2 separate regions of the Gossypium hirsutum genome follow, and region 2 is linked to region 1. The links are chromatin contacts, called in public Hi-C maps. All regions are on one chromosome and are shown on one strand. The core of a region is the stretch at or near the end of the contact, and the rest is flanking DNA. Distances in the headings are between cores, read along the strand shown. Region 1 holds the start of LOC107915141 (magnesium transporter MRS2-2). Region 2 holds the start of LOC107915183 (auxin-induced protein 22D).

Evidence for each region. Hi-C and Micro-C count contacts between places; a contact is called where the count stands out from the background.
Region 2: a contact with region 1 is called in a Hi-C map of leaf, with 1.9 times the contacts expected there. The contact joins the promoter of LOC107915183 here to the promoter of LOC107915141 in region 1. A contact is called at or near these places in 2 of 34 Hi-C or Micro-C datasets (both in leaf).

The regions. Positions count from the first base shown.
Region 1 is chrD08:8,809,722-8,815,615 of Gossypium_hirsutum_v2.1, reverse strand. It overlaps LOC107915141 (magnesium transporter MRS2-2), which reads left to right and starts at 2,541. Exons shown (of 10, transcript XM_041099800.1): 1 at 2,541-3,004; 2 at 3,085-3,114; 3 at 3,327-3,483; 4 at 3,583-3,704; 5 at 4,849-4,941. The coding sequence starts at 2,756.
Region 2 is chrD08:9,055,928-9,061,821 of Gossypium_hirsutum_v2.1, reverse strand. LOC107915183 (auxin-induced protein 22D) reads right to left here and starts at 3,501. Exons shown (of 4, transcript XM_016844345.2): 1 at 3,066-3,501; 2 at 2,779-2,984; 3 at 2,585-2,684; 4 at 2,085-2,491. The coding sequence starts at 3,289. The coding sequence ends at 2,419.

The DNA of each region.
Region 1 (5,894 bases), core at 1,292-3,791:
CGACTCAAAGATGTAATGTGATGTTGCCATTAGGGGGAGTCAAAAACACATTGCACTCTTTTTCTTTAATTATGATTTTGTCCCACTGGGTTTTCCTGGTAAAGGTTTTTATTGAGGTAGCTTGTAATAATAGATTGTATACTCTTTTTCCTTCATTAAATTTTTAATGAGGTAGCTTGTAATAATTGAGGATGAGGAATGGGGTTGCTTGAGATCGAACCTAAACTTTTATGCCTACTACATAATATACATATCATTATAACAAGAGTTTGTTGGCAAGTAATAACTCTATTTGCATGACTTTTTAACTAATACTTTTAAATTAAATTATAATTATTTTTAAAATTAATGTAATAATATGATAGAAAATAAATGGCATTCTTATAAATTTAAAAGTTTTTCTAAATTCATACTTATATTTATTCAAATTCATGAGTTACTTTTGGAATTACAGTATAGTTTTTTACTCAATGGTATTATTATCATTTGTTTTTCTTAATAGATTAGTCTATACTGTGTAAGATTATTATCCCTTTCGTTAATATTTTTTTTTTAAATTTTACTAATAATAGTGTTTGCAGTTTACGAAAATAAAATAAAAGTTAAGTATAAAATTTGTACCATAGTAAAAATGTGTTATACCGATAATGATATTTGTATTTATAAAATTTAAATGAAAACAAAATTTTATACATAAAATTAAATAAAATCATAATTTATATATAATATGCCCAGTATGCTATTATGGGACAGAAGACATTCTACATGCCCTTAAGGATTGCCCAACTACCAAGGACATTTGGAAATTAATTGTGCCAGCAACAAGATGGTCCCAATTTTTCTCAGGCAGTCTACTCGAGTGGATTAGGACAAATTTAGAAACTCATGGACAAATAACAAGACACGAAGTTCTTTGGCCTACGCTCTTCGGAATCATATTATGGCGATTATGGAAAAATAGAAACCTTTTTGTCTTTCAAGGACTCCCGTGGAGTTCTATCGAAGATATTAAAACCTCAACTAGCCGAGCAAAGCAGTATAACGAAGTTAGTAGTAGAGAATCATCTAGGAATAGGATTTTAGTTTATTCTCCACGGAATGGTTTAAATTTTAGACTAAGAGAATGTTAGTTTTTTGTTAAAGAACTTTAAGATTAGTCTTTCCACACAAAAAAAAAATCATAAGTAGTTTTGAGATATCTATCCAACATTAATTTTTTTATAATAAATAATTTCGTATTATTTTTTAAAAGTTGCAAATATAATTACAATTATAATTATTAATATTACACTCGAATAACTATAATTATATTTAATCATTCAAATTTAAATCAATATAAATTTAAATAAAATACATACAAATAAAACTTAAATTAAAAAAATTAAAAAAAAAACTCACATATAATTTATACAAAAGTAAAACTTGAATAAAAAATTTCAAGCTAATATCTCATTTGATGTCGTCTTCAAAAAGCTTAATATAACATTTGGTACTTGAACTTGACCATTTTTCCTAATTTGGTATCTAAACTTGACATTTTTTCTTAGGTTTGTACTTAATCTTTTTGGGATCCAATTTGGTAACTAAACTTGACTCTTTTTCCTAATTTGGTACCTAATCTTTTTTTTTTGTGTTTGGTTTGGTACTTGTTAAATGTTTTATAAATTACTCCAATATACTAAAAATGTTATTTTTTATGAGGTAGCAAAAATAATCAATGTATGGCCGACATATAATAGATGATATGATATTTTTTTATATTTTATATGTTCAGTTACTTTTAGTTTTAATTAATTAATTAATTATTTTATTAATTGAAAATAATGATTTCTTTTAATTTGGGGTTTTAAATTTTTTTCTTATTTATTATTAATTTGTTAAGCATAGCTCAATACATTTTTTTAACATGAATTTCTTCTAATATTGATAATATTTTTATAGCATAAAAAAAAAATTAACACTGTTAGTATTTTGCATGATTTGTATAAAATTTAACAAATTAGTTACTAAATTGAACCTAAAAAAAGGTTAAGTACCAAATTAGAAGAAAAAAATGTCAAGTTGAGGTACTAAATTGGGCCTAATAAAAATTTAAGTACCAAATTAGAAAAAAAAATCTAGTTTAGATATTAAATTGAAAAAAAAATATCAAATTAAAAAAATACCAAATGTTCAAAATAGGTGAAAAAAAGAACAATAATTCATAAAAGCATGAAAGAGTTTGAGATTTATCCTAATTCCAAAATGTATGGCTATTGTCGATTGCCTAATGGCAACCGTTGGGAGTAGGAAGGTGGCAAAGGCTACCAAAACAGATTTGCATTTCCTTCCACGCATTCAACTTGACGCGCCAACAGGCAACTGCTGTCTTTTTCGAGCAAAAACATATTTTAACTGCTAAAATATTTATAAAAAAATTGCATTGTTTTATTTATTTCAAATATTAATCTTTTTCGCCATTAAGCACGCGCCAAATATTGAGAGTGAAAACAAGTAAACGTTAACAGTTTAAAACCTTTTGCCCTCCATTTTTAACTGACTCGGCACTGAAACATTTTCACTACCAGCCAGCCCCAACCCCTTGCATCGAGTCCATCTCTATCTCTAATTTCCCAACCCTCTGCCCCATCACTTTCTCCATCATAAAACCTAATCAATCCCTTTTCCATCCTCAGTTATTCAATTCATTTCCAAAACCTCATCTTTGCTCTGTTTCAAAGATTTAATTCTCTGTTTTCATTTTTTGTCTTTTCTAATGGCTCGAGAAGCTTATTTGGTTCCTGTCCTGGAGGCACAAGTAGCCACGCTGAAGAAGAAAACGGCGGTGACAACGAGCTGGATTTCGATAGACGCTAAGGGGAAAAGCGTGATTCTTGACGTCGACAAGTATGCTATAATGCGCCGCGTTCAGGTTCATGCTAGAGACCTTCGTATTCTTGATCCCATGCTATCTTATCCTTCCACCATTTTAGGCAGAGAGAAAGTCATTGTTCTCAATTTAGAGGTATTTTTTATTTATGTTTTTCCAATTTTTTAGTATTTTCTTGAGATGTGTGCTAAGCTTATTTAATGATTTGATTGCAGCACATTAAAGCTATAATCACAGCAGAAGAGGTTAGTTCATGAATTCGGACATTTTTTTTTATCTATTTCAAGTGAGGAGGTTTTAGTTTTGGGAGGCGAGTAGTGTTTTGTTTTGTGATAGTTAGTTTATAGAATCTGAATTCTGAACATTTTATTCAACTTGGAATAACATTATTTTTGTTATCTTTTTCAATTGAGGAGGTTTTACTTTTGGAAGCAAGTTTTGTTCTATTTTGTGATAGGTGTTGCTTAGAGATCCATACGATGATAACGTAATACCCATTGTCGCTGAACTTAAAAGGCGATTGCCTCAAGATAATCTCACATGTCAAGATCAAGGAGAAGAAGAAGAAGAACACCCTAGTGCACGCAATGATATGGATACTGAGGAGGAAAATGGTACCCATTAACTTTTGGCTGAAGCTCTTTGAGTGCTTTTATTCGTCTCTGTCTATACCATTGATATATTGCCGGTTCGTTTTGGAATGTTTCATGTAGAATTTCCATTTGAATTCCGGGCATTAGAAGTTGCATTAGAAGCAATTTGTAGCTTTCTTGATGCACGTACTAGGGAACTAGAGATCGATGCTTATCCAGCTTTAGATGAGCTGACCTCCAAGGTAATTTCTATTTGAATTGTTTGTCGTTCATTTTAGTTTAAGCAATTTAGTGATTGGTAAGATTTGATGTTGGAGTGGTTCTTTTAGAATATTTTGTTTGAAGGTAATTGTTGGCTTTGCTGCGACATATTGGGGTCGAGTTTTGGCTCTTAAAGTACCGCAACTTTTATTATGTCTATTCTGTACTATCTCATTTTCAGCAAACGTAATCAAATATATTTTTATTATGCCTGTTTTTTGTGAAAGTGATGAAAGGATTATATCATTACACTCACAATTACATGAATTCAAACAAGAAAAGTACATTAACTTTTTCAGCAAAATGGAAATCCCATTTGGAGTCAGCTTTTAAGTAAATCAATGCATTCATCTGCTAAGGTATATATTTGTGATTGTTCTGCAGCAGAATTTGACATTCTGCCATTTTATTGCATGAGTTGTTTAATAATTGCGACTACTCTACTTCTTTGTCTGCCAAACTTGACTTGGTAATGGCAATAATTACTTTCCATGGTGGTACCTAAGCGGTTTGCATTGAAATTATGAGGCAAAATAAGAGAAAGAAATCTGGGTAAAAAGTTGTAAAGATATCAATGTTGTGTTTGGCTCTAGTGTCAAGAGTGATCTTCATTTATAATTGTTTATGTGACTAGTAGTCAGTACCTACTGCAAGGACAGACATGATCGGAAGCCACAAGACAAACTACTCTTTGAGGGGTCATAAAACAGTTTAATGTTTGAGGCATTATTTTCTCTCCTCTGTTATGAATGGTTCATATGAAGTCTGCTGTCCAAATTTCCAAGTTTTGATGAAATCCATGTTGAGAATGAAGTATAAATGGAATATCAAGAATTGTAAAATACATTCTATGTTTTAATTGTTTTTTCCTGCAATAACCAGTATGTTGAAGAAAAACTATTAGAGGATATTGTTCAAAAAAAAAAAAAAACTATTAGAGGATATGATGGAATGCTGTCCAGACTCTTTTTCTTAATTGTCATTTAACATGGAATATAACAAATATTATAGTTTTCTTCTGTTTTTCCTTGATCTTTAATATTCATTAGTAGCAAAGAGTTCCAGAATTTTATTCCCTTTGTTTTCCCAGTTTGCTTGTAAGACAAGTTCAGTTCCATGCAACAGTTGTATTTATGTGGTCAGATAAGCAGCCGTAACTTGGATCGGGTGCGTAAACTGAAAAGTGCTATGACAAGGCTGACAAACCGCGTTCAAAAGGTATGTACTATGTGTATGATCCCATAATCCAAACATATCAGGTGAAAGTTCGGTTTCCGCTTGTAGGTGATTTGTTTCTTCTCAGTTTCGTTTTGGCCAATACTAGGATATATTATGCTGCTTACAGTTTTTCTGTGACCAGTTGACTTTTCATGTATATCTCAGGCAAGAACAAGGATAAATCTTGAACAAGCTGAAATAATTGTCTCTTGTCTAGGACTAGATTTTTCTGAGTGGTGAAATATGTACAACGGTTCTGCTGATTTCCAGAACGAAAAAAAAAAAAAACCCTAAACGCTCTTTGTCAACTAATTATTGATATGAACTGATACAGTCTAGTACCAGTTTAGTTTGCTTTGTTGCCATCAACACATCTAAAACCAAGGGTTAAGGCTTGGTCCAAAACATAGGTATGGTTCAAAACTGCAATCTGTGATTCACTTCCTTTAGCTTTTTTCTTTCCCTTAAAAAAACATGCCAAGATACATGCTAATTCACGGTAAAATCTATAAGTTATTTTAATTAAATGAAGTAAACTAATGGGAGGTTTTTTATACCAGTTTCTCTTTCGATGCGTTTATCCGGGTAATCTGAATTTACTACTTCCCCTTGGAAGGAAGATGGCGATTTAAAATATTTTTCCTTAAAAGGGAAAAGCCTTAGGGAGCATCAGTTGAGGGGGCATTTTGCCGCTAATAGACTAATCATACGAATATAGTTTTCTTTAAGCTTAAAAGGAGAATGCAAAGAATAGGCAAGAGAAGAAAGAAATACCAGTAGCATGCTAATGGAAATGACATTTGGTGACAATATAAATCATGCTACAACAAACTAATGGAACATCTCCAGGACCAGGATTATTCTTAGTATATATCTTGGTTAGTTTGGCTATTTAACCTGAGTTCCAAAATTCAATTTTAAAGCTTATATGATTGTAGTGCTTTTAGGCATAT
Region 2 (5,894 bases), core at 2,252-4,751, 250 kb before region 1:
ATAAACAAGTAGCTTTTCAAATCAAATTTTAATTTTAAACTGAGATTTTATGTCATGTTAAAAGTTTTTTTTGGAAAAGTATTTTTCAATAAAATTATCGTTTTATCCTCTCGTTAAATATTTTATTTTATAATATTATGTCTAAAATTAACATTTTATCTTTTCAAAAGCATTTGTGGACAATAATGATAAACACTATAATTTTTTTTTTAAAAACACTTTCAAATTTCAATGGTAAACTTGTCTTCAAGGCTTAAATAGAGAAGTCCAAAATGCTGCGGCCTACAATTGTTCATCAAGCAAAACAACGAACCAAAAAACCCGAGACTAATCTAGCAAAGAACATAAAAAATAATTGGTAAAATTTTTTTTTCTATCCCTCTCAATTTTGAAATTGAGCAAATTGGTCTTTTAAAAAAATAGAGTAATTTAACCCCTACTAATTTCGAAAGTGAACAACTAAGGACAACATTAATATCTTCCGTCAATTGAACATAATTTTGATTGGTATAGTAACAAATTTAGCCTTCGATGTTTACATATTTTTGTCATTTTGACCTTAATTTTGAAAAATTCAACAAATTCAACCTCAACATTTACATAGTTACACAAATCTTGCAGTAGCAATTTGTTAAATGAGGACCAACTTGACAGAATGTGTAAATTTTGAGAGCTAAAGTTATTATTATACCAATCAAAATTGCCTTTATTTGTTCACTTTCAAAATTGACAAAGATTAAATAATTTTAAATATTTTTTGAAAGGAAACAATTGCTTAATTTCAAAGTTAAGAGGGATTGGGGAGATAAATTTACCAAAATAATTGCAGTTGCCGAAGCGAAACAGGGTCCAATTCTCAAAACAGAGGCAAAGTATGAAGTAGCAGCAACCTCTTAAGGCTGGAGTTTCAACATGTTTTCAATAGTGGGAAGAGCAGCTATTCCAGCTTATAGTCATGCCGATTGTGTCAGTTCAGCCATCAGCAGTGTATTGATGCGTTGAGCCCCCTCGGTATGTATGTGGAAGCGAGGTTATGGGTTTATCGAGCTAGATATTGTTCCTTATAGGCTGTAGTAGTCACCTGATGACTACTTTTTATACCAAAAAAATCTAGTATGGGATATATTAGATATTAATTTTATTAATGAAGTAAATACTCTTAATAGATAAAACTCTTTAGTAAATAATATTTTTTTGGTGATATGAGTAGAGTTTTATTCCAAAAAGAAGTAAGGTAGAGCTAATCTTTTAAGGTTTTTTTCCAAGAAAAATATCTGTCAAAGCAAAAGTAGTCGAAATATTTATAAAAAAAATTTTAGTTGCCAATTGAGTTTTAGTTTAATTGGTATTAACATTATTATCAATGCAGAAATATGTGAATTCGAGTGCGCTGAGATGTATTATCCTCCTATTTATGGGTTATATGGTATTAGTTATGCTAAGCATTAATAGGCGTGAGACATGTTTTTACCCTTTTCTCACAGCTTCAATAGGCGTTTCGATGCTACAATTATGGCCTTCTTACATGCAAGTCACAATCCAAAAAATGGTCATTAATCATCCGGTACAAAGCAACTTGGGTCAATCTCATAACTTACACCACAGTTGAAATTGTATGGAATCCACTAAACATCATCCATGTTGGCATTAAATACAGAAAATGATGAGGTTTTCAACAACGAGATACATTCTAGAGAAGCCTACAGCAACATCCAAGCTTTGCATTATTAGACACAAAATCATGCCTTTATTTAATTGCTCGACTTTTTAAATTATGCCATCAGTTGGTAAAGAACCAAATTCTGCCGACTGTTCAAAGGTTGCTTTCGCACTGAACCTTATTATTTGACAGTATTGATAATTTCAACTTAAACATGATGAATTCAAGATGGAACCTGCCCTTGTCCTTGTTCTCAACCTTCCGCTTTTTTTTTTTTTGCTGTAAATCTTACTTTTAGATGATATGGTTTCTCTACTCCACAAAAAGAATACGTGGATGTCACGAGTTAAAAGAACTAAGCCAGTTTGATTTCATACAAACAACCATAGTATGTTTGCTCTAAATTTCTAATCAAAACAGTAAATGCATAAACTGTATTCTATTGCCTTTTTATTTAATCTTCTTCGTATACTGGAAAAAATGATAAAGCAATAGTGTATGTCGTTTTGTACAATTGGATTGGATCTTAACTATTCTTTAATATCGTGCCTTTTTGGTTTTGTGCTATAAAACAAGTATAGATATTTGACATGCATAGAGGAGGCTAAAAAGGCCAGCCATGTCGTCAAATCTTTGAGAAATTTTGCTCTAGCAAATAGCCCCCTCACTTTCCAGGAAGACCAAATTGATCTTCCTTGCAGAATTTGGATTATCCAAAGCCAAAGAAAACTTTCTTTCTTGTTAAATAATTTGGTGGCTCATACACAGCCCAACCCTCTAGCTTCTGATCCTTTCATGATTCTCAGCCTCTTGCAGGAGGAAATGAACATCCTGTAAACAAATGAGAGAATAAAAAAATGAGTTTATTGGTAATTATAACCAAAGGAATTCAATATATATTTAAGTATGGAGAAAAAAACTTACTCCCAGGGAACATCTCCAACAAGCATCCAGTCACCATCTTTGTCTTCATAAGTAGGAGCATAGTCAGATCCATTGTAGCCTTCCCTCTTTGAGTATGCACCTTTAAAATTGCAGATCAATAAGCCAATCAGAACTATAGCTTTTTTATCATAGGGTTGATTTAATTTAATTTAATTTGTCAAGGGAAATCTTACCAATGGTGAGCTTGAACATATTTTCCAAAGCTTTGAGGAGTTGAGGATAGCTCCTATAAACCTTGAGATCAATCTTTCTGAGATAAGGAGCTCCATCAACGCTTACTTTCACATACATCCCCATCCCTTCAACTTCATTTCTCTTCGAACTTTGTAAGCAATTTTTCCTGTATGATCGGATTGGTGGCCATCCTACGACTTGTTCCCTGCATTAATCCATGGAATTTTACGTTAAAATTCTGTTATCAGCCTTACCCTATAGTCTTCACCGGTAAATATATACTTACTTGGCAGGAGGGGGACTGTCTTGATCATCACTCCCAGACATTGTAATGCTAGAACTGCTCTCAGAACTCGATACCTCAGAAATCTCAGGTGCAGTTCTTTTATTATTTCTGATACTGGGATTTGTTTTTCTTTGGGGCTCATCATCACCACAACCAGGCAATCCCAATCTTAGCTCAGTTGCCATGAGATTGAGATCATTCTCGTAATTCACTCTCCTTTCCATTGCTATACCCTTCAATGTTGCTCCAAATCTTGTACAAGTTGACGAATTTTCTTTTGCAGATTCCTTTTAAAAACTCTTTTAACTCTCCTTTTTTTGTGGTTGCTGTAACTGTATGTTGATGAGGATGAAGATGGGGAGGGCAGGGTAACTAGTTTTATAGGGGGGCTTGAAAGGGACAATTTCTGAGCTGTAGGTGACTTTGCTTTCTCCTGCATGTATTTCATTGATGAGAAATGATAAATGGTATCCTGCGAACGCGGTGTACTACGCGCTTCCTCCACGACACAATGACTTGGGATTCGGGGACACGTTGAGCAAAGCGCGTGGATTGGGATCCCAGACAACTATAGATATGGCTGCCTGTTACATGTGGGGCAGTGTCGAGTTTGGTGCACCAAATGAAGGGGACAAAGGAGGGACAACCACACCCGATGACATTGAAGAATGTGGACCGAATTGGACGGCTGAGATTGGGGGTCTGAGGGTGAGGATTTCATTGGAGAGTCTAATTACGAAATTAGCCCTTTGATTTTCCTTTATATCTGAAAATTGAGAAGTTAATTCAGTTGTTGATTTTTAGGTCAACGATTTGACAGTAAGAATTAACAATGTTATTCAATTAGACTACTTCCAAAGTATGAAGATCAAATTGTAAGGGACTAAATGATTAATTTTCATAGAATAGGGATGAAATTCAAAATAACAAAAATTTGGTAGGATCACGAGGGGGGGTTGGGAACAGCAACATGTGAAAAGGGGGTCCCACGTAGATGTGATTTGATAGTTAAGGCAATTACATGTGGGGTTGACAACAGTGAGACCGTTCTTTAATTGATGACTTGTAAAATGTAACATGTCATGCGGCACTGCCAATGCTGCTACCTCTTTGTTGTTGTGTCTCTAAGGTTAGAAATTGCCGGCTTGTCCAGTTCACAAATTTTGATCTTCAAATATCTCAATGAGTGATTGGATTGGAAATAGAAGGAGATCCCCCAAATCTCATCCTCTTCTCCACAAATTAAAATATAACTTAAGTCTTGCTTTTGAAAAATACATTTTTTAGAAATTTAGTCCTTTATTTTTTTTAAATTTAAAATTTAATTGTTAACACTGTTAAAATTATTTTGTTAATTTTATGTTCATTACAAAATTATTTTTTATAAGGCTACCAAGTGAGTTTTTTTTTAAAATTTCAAAATGTCTCACTAACAAATTTAACAAAAAAAAAGAAGAAAATGTTAATAATGTTAATAATTGAATTTAAATTTTGAAATTTTAAAAGTAAAGAAAATAAATTCTTGAAAACAAAAGTATAGGGACTAAATTTTAAAATTTAGAAGAGTACATGGACCTATGCAAATTCTAACCTCAAAAGTATTTTTGAGGTCATAAGCAACGTTAAATAAATAACTTTTGAAGTCAAAAATAGTTTTGGACTCAAATGCAAAAGATATAATTATTAGCTTTTGCATTTGAAAAAACACTTTTGAAGTCAAACCACATTTTTAACCTTGGTTTATAATCCAATATATTTTATGTAATATTTATATGGGTATACAATTTTTTTTATTAAAATTTGTTTCAAATGTATAATATTATATACTTGAATTTGTAATAATTATATTTTAATATTTAAAATATAGTTTATACATCCAAATTAAATTTTACAAGCAATTAACATTAATAGCTTAAAGATATTTAAATTTATATTTTACATATTAAAATATTAATAATGAGTTATAATAAATTATTTTTTTATATTTTATTAAAATACTACAATGTTAACAAATTTAAATATCATTTAAACATTTTTTTTACTTTACAACGTTATATCTATAGTGAGTATTTTTATTTCTCAAAAACACTTTTTGATAACAATACTCAACACTTAAATGTTAAATTAAAATTTTATAATTGGGGAGGAAATGAAGTTGCTTGATATCAAACCCAAACTCTCATACTTACAACATACTGCTCTTGTCACTGAGTCACGAAATTATCGACATTAAATCAAACTTTTTAAATATAACTTTTTACAGGATTTTTAAAAAAACATTTTTTAAATAATGCTAAATTGGACCTCAAATTTAAAAACTTATTAGAGAGATAAAATAAGATTCTCCATTATCCTAAAATTCTCTCAAGATTCCACATATTTACAGAAGAATAGCAATAAATTTAAGAATGCAATACTCTACTACCAAATCACATGATATTTTTTATACTAATTCTATTTTTTTTTATAAATTTCAAATTTAATCTACTTTCTACTCCTAAATGGAATGGCACAAACTGCTTTAAAGCATCTTAAAGTGGAAACAAAGACCAAACTATGTTTAATTGTTGTAGCACCGGTTGGCGTTGCCCCAATATAGATGGCACAAGAACTAACCAAGCCATCCCTTAACTTTGGAATTATCTCAAACTGCCTTGTTGGATAATGGGGCAGCTTTGATTGCCATGTACTCAAACACAAAATTTCTTTAGCCTACCATAACATATCCTCACTCAAATCAATATGCATCTCACATATTGTGATATCAATTTTATTTTTTAATGGGATAAATCTCGAAACTATATATGAGTTTTAGTTTAATGTGTAATT